Regions from separate parts of the Mus musculus genome. Here regions 1 and 2 are each linked to region 3. A link is a contact called in public ChIA-PET and HiChIP or PLAC-seq data. All regions are on one chromosome and are shown on one strand. Each heading gives the region's core, a stretch centred on a gene start, on an enhancer-like site or on the middle of the called end of the contact. The rest is flanking DNA. Distances are from core to core; before and after follow the strand shown. Region 1 holds the start of Exoc2 (exocyst complex component 2). Region 2 holds the start of 4930519D14Rik (RIKEN cDNA 4930519D14 gene). Region 3 overlaps Exoc2 (exocyst complex component 2).

What was found. ChIA-PET counts read pairs in DNA pulled down with a chosen protein or histone mark. HiChIP or PLAC-seq counts read pairs in DNA pulled down with a chosen protein or histone mark.
Region 1: an RNA polymerase II ChIA-PET map of effector CD8 T cells shows a contact between it and region 3, with 87 read pairs. The contact joins the promoter of Exoc2 here to the enhancer-like site in region 3. A contact is called at or near these places in 7 of 484 Hi-C or Micro-C datasets (CD4 T cells, CD8 T cells, the HPC-7 cell line and 4 more), 2 of 115 datasets of contacts at active chromatin or transcription factors (the 230-238 cell line and effector CD8 T cells) and 2 of 9 other capture datasets (liver and pancreatic islet).
Region 2: a contact with region 3 is called in a BATF HiChIP or PLAC-seq map of CD8 T cells, with 31 read pairs. The contact joins the promoter of 4930519D14Rik here to the enhancer-like site in region 3. A contact is called at or near these places in 2 of 484 Hi-C or Micro-C datasets (the HPC-7 cell line and bone marrow-derived macrophages) and 6 of 115 datasets of contacts at active chromatin or transcription factors (the 230-238 cell line, CD8 T cells, bone marrow-derived macrophages and 3 more).

Annotation. Positions count from the first base shown.
Region 1 is chr13:30,972,655-30,975,354 of GRCm38.p6, forward strand. Exoc2 (exocyst complex component 2) reads right to left here and starts at 1,393. Exons shown (of 28, transcript NM_025588.2): 1 at 1,342-1,393.
Region 2 is chr13:30,613,661-30,616,360 of GRCm38.p6, forward strand. It overlaps 4930519D14Rik (RIKEN cDNA 4930519D14 gene), which reads left to right and starts at 1,383. Exons shown (of 4, transcript NR_045975.1): 1 at 1,383-1,413; 2 at 2,102-2,296. Gm35109 (a long non-coding RNA gene) reads right to left here and starts at 1,215. Exons shown (of 4, transcript XR_001780836.2): 1 at 904-1,215; 2 at 682-778.
Region 3 is chr13:30,833,261-30,835,960 of GRCm38.p6, forward strand. All of the region lies in intron 23 of Exoc2 (exocyst complex component 2), which reads right to left. Among named protein-coding and RNA genes, the nearest start is that of Irf4, 85 kb to the left of the region's middle. Within about 2 kb of position 1,296, at least 87 of the 459 cell types and tissues checked have an H3K27ac peak or open chromatin away from gene starts, as enhancers often do. A contact at or near this core is called in the 230-238 cell line, CD8 T cells, the HPC-7 cell line and 7 more, where this site is marked.

The DNA.
Region 1 (2,700 bases), core at 143-2,642, 140 kb after region 3:
ACAAAATGTTCTGTTCTTAAAGGAGAAAAATGGTTTTATTACAGAAAACAAAGACTATTCACATTTCCCTACTGGCATTCTTCAGCATGTAATCACCAAGTGATTGGGTCTTTAAATCGTGTTGTGTCCGAATTTTAATCTGAAAAACTGGTTTTTACGTTGCTGATTTGAAGTTCTAAAAGATCACCAATGGATTCGGCTTGGGAGTAAGGACAAATTTGCAACAATCTCCAAAATGTTTCTAACTGTCCTTCTACCACTGTGTACTATGTATTTGTATGTAGAACTGCTCTTCCTACCGATGATTAGAAAATTAAAATAATCAATCAGCTCTGGAAAGCCCTGAAGATGCTCAGTGTCCCGTAGTTACAAATATTAAACCAAGACTTAACTATGTATGTGAAAAGAACCGAGTTATCCAACTCTATGCTTTCATCTTTAATAAATGGTAAGTTTGATGTATACAAAAATTGTCCTAAAATAAAAAGCTTTGTGATTTACAGATAGTGAATACATAGATTGTCTACCTATTTTATAAACTTACATATAAAACCATGGAAATTCTTTATAAATTTTTGGTGGCAAAAGTTGAAGAAGCCCCATACTAGAATACAGCCTTTACAAATGTTTTGAATGTAATCTTCAAGGTATCACCTTTTGGAAGGTAATAGTTCAAAATGTCTGGTACAGTAAATTAAATAATTGAAAAAGAAAAAAAAAGGACTACTTTCTAATAACTCCAAAAATTGTTTCCAACAAACAGAGGTTCCCCTGCTTAAAAATACTGTCTACTGTGTCAAACAAAAGAGAACATGTAAGAGGCAAGCACACATCAGCGTCTTTCTGTCACCTTTCGAATCACAAATTGTTCACACTTAGATCATTCTTGTTTTGACTTTCAGTTCCTTGCCATTGGGGGAATCTGTTACCAAGCCTGGGCCATCACAAGCTAAGCTTTATAAACAAAGTTAGTAGAGAGATAACCAGTTGCCATTAGTGTTTTTAGTGTAAGGCATTCAAATGGCCGAATGGAGGTGTGGCTGAACCCGCACTTGCTGCTCCCAGAGTAGTAAAGGAAACCATTCAAGCTTCCCGTCCACGTTAGCGCGGGGGACTTAAACAGATTCCAAGCAGACCCTGCACACCAGCCGCTCCTCCGGGTCCAGCCCGGCGGCCTGCGCGGAGGCGGGTGGGGAAGGCTCGGCCCGCGGCTCCCACACTCAGCCCCGCGCCCCGGGTCCCTCACCGCGCCTCCCCAGGTCGCCCAGCCCCGACGGTCCCGTGCCACCGCGGAATTCCACTCCGGACCCGGGGCGTCCTCACCCAGGACGCGACACTCACCTGCAGCTTGCAGGCGGTGTCAGGTCCCAGCCAACCGGTTCCAGGCCGCCGCAGCCAGCACTAGGGCCGCACTTCCGCACGCCGCGAGCGCCGAGCGCGTCGATCCGCCGCCTAGCCGAGCACCGAGTGCTGGATGGACCGCCTCTTCCCAGAGGGGAAGGAATAGAAGGAGGACCAGACTATGGAGAAGGGAAGTTAGAGGATATCGACGGCATGGAAGTGGACAGAGAGGGAAGAAAGGGAAAGTGGGGAGGGAGGAGGAGAGAAGGGTGGAGAGGTGGAAAGGAGAAGAGGAATTGATGGGAAAGGGAGAAAAGAAGGAGGGAAGCAGAAAGGAGGAGAGGGAGAAAGTGGAAGGGTGGAATTCGGGGAGGAAAAAGAGGGGAGGGGTAAAGAGGATACAGTCGGTTAGAGTCACAGTAGATGTTGCCCAAGAGTCCACAGCGGTCAGGGATCAGCACCAGGTCAAGAGGCAAACCTCAGTCAAAGGACTGCATCTAGCCAGGAGTGCCCGCCTTATTAAGATTTCTCACAGGTCAGAGCTTTGGGGTCCCAAGGGTCTGAGTGGCAAATTGATTTGCAAACTCACAAGACCCCCATATTATAGAAACGACTGCTATCTACAGCCCATAAGCCCTAAGGTTTGAAGGTACCCTCCTGTGGACTCTGGAGATGGCCAGCTGAACTGAAGCAGACATATCCCTGTGGCTTCCTCTGTAGCAGGAACGAAGGACAGTGATCTTCAGCAGAGGATAATGGCAGAAGCATAGGGTCTACCTGTGGTTGTGTTGCCATGACTGTGGAGAGAAGTAGCTACGGGGTGCCCATTATCTAAGACCAATAACAGCCTAACCTTTCTAATGCTGAGACCCTTTAATACAGTTCCCCATATCGTGGTGACCCCCAACCATAAAATTATTATGTTGCTACTTCATAGCTGTAATTTTACTACTGTTATGAAGGCAATGTAAATATCTGTTTTCCGATGGTCTTAAACAACCCCTGCGTGAAGATCATTCCCCCAGGGGGGTTAAGAGCCACTGGCCTAAGCTATTTTTTTTTCAGATATCTTTCTGTGAAGCATACCTTATGCTTCATTCAGTACATACACTGAAGAGGGTGTCGTACAGGCACTATGAATTAAGAGATATTGTATGGCTTCATTTTTCTCTCCTATTTGTGAGAAGATACGTCAAAGTGTTTCCAGACCATCCATTTTGAAGATCAAGGGAACACTCTTTATTCGTGAGCAAGAGACTTGGCAGCAGAGGTCCTAAGGAAATACTGTAAGAAATCTCTGGCAGTCACGGAGCCTTTCACTGTGAAACAAAACCCTTCAGGTCTCAGTGACATGCCATT
Region 2 (2,700 bases), core at 133-2,632, 220 kb before region 3:
GGGGAACAAACGGGATGGAGGTAAAGGCTATCCCTTGTTCTGCCCAAGCACCTAGAATTTGTTTTTTGGTCCAAAGCACTGCTGACCCTTTCCCTCGCCCCTTCTGTTTCTGTGACACTGGATCCTATACCATGGATGGTGCCTGGATAGAAGCAGAAATGTGGAGAGCATTCTCGGATCAGCTTGGGAGCTGGAGCTGCGTTTTTCTGACACACGGACACTTGGGAACACATTCTTCCGAGTTTCCCACTGTCAGTAAGTTGTCTTCCATTCCTTAGCCAGGGACTCATATCTTTCTTCAAAAGTGCCTCCCCCTTCCTTTCTGTGTGGCCTACCCATGTCCACAGTGAACCCAGATAGGCCCAAAAGCAACAGTTCTCACCTTAGAAACCTGGGATGAGTGAGCACCAAGATCTTCCCTTTCATAAACAAAAGTTAAAAGGAAGGAAGAAGAGTTTGGACACTTTCCTAGAACGAGTTGCTTTCCCTCCGAGTGCTCTCTCTCTTCTCTCTCAGTGTCTCTCTCACTCTCACCCCCTCCCCTCAGTAGTTGTTTCCATTTATGCCTCTTTCTCTTTCTGTCTCTCTCAGGCATGTTCTTTCTCTGTCTCTCTCTCTGTCTCTTGGTTTCTCAGTTTTTTTTTTTCCTTCCTGACATCAAAGGGCAGAAAAGAAACTTACCTTGTTTAAACTGACCAGGACCAGGACAGGGTGCCCACCCACACAGAGACAAGTGTGAAGAAGTATGGTTAGTCACTTTACAAAAAGAAACTTCTCACTGGGGAGAACAGAGAGCGAGAGGTCAAATTATTTATACATTTCATATGATAAGAGATGATCAGAGTCTATTAAGCCAGGTGGACAACCAAGGCATTGAAAGGATAACCACAAGCACAACCTCACCAAGCCAGATCTTTGCCCTGTTGGTGCATCTATACCAGGTCCTGGGAATCTGGGTTTCTGAGGAAACTGAAGGATTTTCTGGAAAGAACTGTCATAGGCATATGGAAGCTTGGTTTCTGCCTTGGAAGCCATGTGGACAGAAAGTGCAATGGTCTGGCTTTTCTGAGTCTGGAGCAGGCTTCTCTTTGAGTGTTTTTTTCTCCCTATGGCATAGACACGCCCTCTCAGGTCTGCCTTCTCACCCTCCCCTCATTTCAAGCATGTGCTCATATCCAAGAGCCAAGTTCATTTGAGACCTACTGGCTCTGAGGGGTCACAAGAAGCCTGTTGACTGCTGGTGCCATGGCAACCACTCTCACAGAGTCCAAGGCAACGGAGGCCTGCCTTCCCAGATATACCACTTCTATGTTTTTCTTTTTTGGTAATTTCCTTTGACCCTGAGTTAACTCATCCCCATTCCCATTATCGTTGGACTACAGGTCACCCAGGCTTCAGGCATAACTGTTAAAGGTAGGAAATCGTATGCCTCTGTGGCACTTCGGTGCTTCTAGAAGCTTCTAGAGGGTTATCGGCTTATGTGGCCTTTGCATTACTTTTAAGCTTCTAGCTTCAAAGTTTCACCCTCTTGGGTAACAGTTTCTTCTGATATTGAAACATTCCATCATTCAGGGAGCCTTTTTAAACAGGGAGGTAAGCAACTCAAAAATAGCTTCAGCCCTGAAACTGACCAGATTCACTAGTCTGTGTCAGCATAATAAAAAGCTGAGAGTAACTCTCAGACAGGACAAGCTGCAGAGAAGACTCTGAGACCAGACCAGTTGTCTGGAAGAGATTCAAGTCCAGAGCTACAACCCAACTTACTGAGCTCCCTGCAGACAGGGTGTGCTGTGTGATCCAGGTTCCCAGGGTTATCTATGCTACTGTGGGATTTGGTGATGCAGTTTGTATTTGTGTTTTTTTTTCTGCTCCTGTAATTAACTCCTTCAACCTTATTTCTGTGAATAACCCCCAACAAAACTCACTGGTTCACCAAGTTGGACTTGGTTGGTATTTGTTTTTGGTTTGTCATGAGTTTCCTCTCTGGGGTGAGCAGACTTGTGTGTTGCATCTCCTTGGGACAACTTTTGTCGTACAATACAGCCCTGAACTGGAGGTTTATCATAGAACAAAATACAAATACTCTTTCTTTTGTCCACAGAGCTTGATAAACACCTACCGTGGTTACCACTGCAAACATGCTGCCGAGTATTGATGTTCCCATCCATATTCCATCCTTGTTTCTAACAGGAGGACTTCAGATGGCACACTGCACACTGTCCTTGTGATGGGTGATTCGATGGTTTACCAACTTGTATCCAACATTACTTCGTGAAAGAACAGTTCTAACAATTTTGTAAGATTACCTTATAATTCCTAATTCCTTCCCTACATATGTATAACTCTTGGAATTTTTACTGAATTGATTATAATAGCCATTTTTCCTTTTTTTTTTAAAGTGTCTAGTCACGGCATTTATTCACATATTTTAAAATTAAGAATTATTTCATTTATTTTTATAGGACCTGTGATTATGTTTTTTTATTTTTATTTTATTATTTTTTTAGATTTATTTTTTTCACTTTTTATTGGGTATTTATTTCATTTACATTTCCAATGCTATCCCAAAAGTCCCCCACATGCTTCCCCACCCACTCCCCTACCTACCCACTCCTACTTCTTGGCCCTGGCGTTCCCCTGTACTGAGGCATATAAAGTTTGCACAACCAATGGGCCTCTCTTTCCACTGATGGCCAACTA
Region 3 (2,700 bases), core at 46-2,545:
GGTTTTCAGTCTTGGTAGATTCTGCCAAGCTGTCATTCAAAAGGCCACAGGAAACAGAGGTCTTGCTTCTCCATGCATTTTAACCATGGGTTGCCTGGTGCTACAACATGTCCCAACTCAACAGTTCATTGAAAACTTTTAAACAGCAATTTGACAAAACTTTTCATTGAAAAAAAAATCAAGTAGCATTTTAAGCAAAATGTAAAGGTGGACGAAGCCAAGCCTTTCACTCCTCTGCCTGTCTGGAGTCTCAAAAGGAGTTACAGAAAGCATGCCGTACCATGTGAAGCCATACCAAGAATGCAGACCTTCCTTCCCGTGAACCACTTCCTGGCACAACAGACATTGCTTCTCTATGGACAAACTCAAAGTTCTCTGCTAGTGTTGTTTTGAAACCCGGCACTCCCCGGTAGGTAATACTTCAAGAAATTGGAAAGTCTGGAGACAACCTACTTCGTACACCACATTTCCTGTTTTTAACCCCTGTGCCCTAAATCAGTTAGCACTCCTAGTCTACTGACAAAAATAGATCGAAAAATACTATAAATATCCCACAATGTACTTTTTAAAATTGTCAAACTGAAACATTACATGAAAGAAGCCTGGGCTGTTTTTTTTTTTTTTTTTTCTTTTTAAGTAAACTATCTATTCAACTATACTCTAAAGACACATACTGCCTGTTTTTTTTTTTTTTTTTTAAAGATAGTCAGAAACTTTATCAGTATTGGCATAACAGACAAAGAAGCCTAAATATCACATAATACAATTAGCTTTTGTTGTAATGGAGAAAGCAAATTTCTGTTGGAAGTACAGGTCTCCCTGTTTTGGTGTACATTCCCATACTGACTTGTATCCTCAGGGGCAAGGTGGCCCTACTGTGAGTGTGTGAATAATAACTTCTGCCTCTATAGTGCTGTTTTCTATACCAGGACTTTTCCTGTATCAAAATGTGGTCCTACTGATCACTATGGTGGATTTCATAGGAAAACTCTACTCTTTAGAAAACAAAGTATTACCAGCAATGAAAATACTAATGAGTTCATGGTTTACTTTTATATACATATAAATAAAATTCAGTGGAACTTAGTATCAATAAACTGCCTTATTATTAAAAGCTGTTTAGAAAAACAGCTTTCAAGACTTAGAAATAGGCAAGGGGGACGCAAGTCCCCAGCCTCTCCTCAGCAGTTTACGTGATGTGTTACAGGAACCATGGATCACATCAACAGCGCATGTCACAGAACAGTCTGCAGCATTAGCGCACGAGTCAGCCAGTTCCTCATAACCCTGACATCCTGAACTTCAGCCTTCAAAGGAGACAGAATTAACACGAACTGACACATTAAAACTACTCTGTCTCAACTAACTACACACACACACAACATTAACACACCAACACACACACACACTCACACACACCCCTCTCTCATCCCCTCATCAAGCCTTTCATTAGAAAGCAGTCTTAACTGGAAAAGTGAAAGTAACAACAAAAAAGATTCACTCTCTCCATGCAAATGAGAGTTTTTATTCACACTGTAAACTACCACTCTGAACATAATATTGCATAAATAGGAACTGTTCAATTTTCAAAATCTCAAGGAGGCCAGTTTAAAGAAAATATTATTTCAGTAAGATTGTAAGATTGAAACCTGACGCTTGGGCTGGAAGCACTGCTGGGTAGCAGGCTACTGAGCTGTGGACTCTGGAAAACACGTCAGCTGTGAGGAGCATGCCCATGTGAGGAGCATGCCCATGTGAGGAGCATGCCCATGTGAGGAGCATGCCCATGTGAGGAGCCCGCCCATGTGAGGAGCCCGCCCATGTGAGGAGCCCGCCCATGTGAGGAGCCCACCCATGTGAGGAGCCCACCCATGTGAGGAGCCCGCCCATGTGAGGAGCCCGCCCATGGCCTGGCACCCGTGTGCAGAAGGTGCAGAGCTGCTCTCGGGCTTATGAGAGCAGTGAGCTGTAGTGAGGTGCCCCAGCACTGGAACCAACTGTGGGGCAGAGAAAGAACTGGGTGTGAGCCTCATCCTCAACATCCAGCTCCATAGACTAATCTTTCATATGAAGGAGTGGCCCACTGTTGTAACTTTAGTCATTAAATCAAAGGATCAATCTAGATATTAAAAAGTTTGGTCATGTGAAAACTAGAAGTCAACAGTTGTGAATTAGTCAAGCCCCATTTCCACAGTAAGAATCCAGGTACAAGTGTCTGTCTCTAGAGTCCTATGTTTTTGCACAAGCCACTAATCTGCTGAGAGTATTAAAGACACAAAGTGCTGCTTCTGCACTGGTGGATCCAATGGCAGAAGACAGAGGTTACGTAGAAAGGGCAGGGTGGTGGATCTGAGTGAGCCTCTGGCTCCCCAGGGGCTGTCTACCTGCCTGAGCCTTTATTTGTAGAGCTTCGATAACAGCTTTCGGAGATGGTTCTGAGGACAAGACACACAATCCAAGGGGAGCAAGAGGATAGAGGAGGGCTCAGCTCCTCATTTCATACACGGGATTCTGTTTCTGACTCTTTACGATGCAATCTTCCTTCACACATGTGGATTCAAGTGGCTATTTCACTCCAGCCCCTGAGCTGCTCTTTGTCCTCACAAGAAGCTTGCTTTCCCGGTGCTCTGCTAGATATATCCTCTCTGCTAGATATATCCTCTCTGCTAGATATATCCTCTCTGCTAGATATATCCTCTC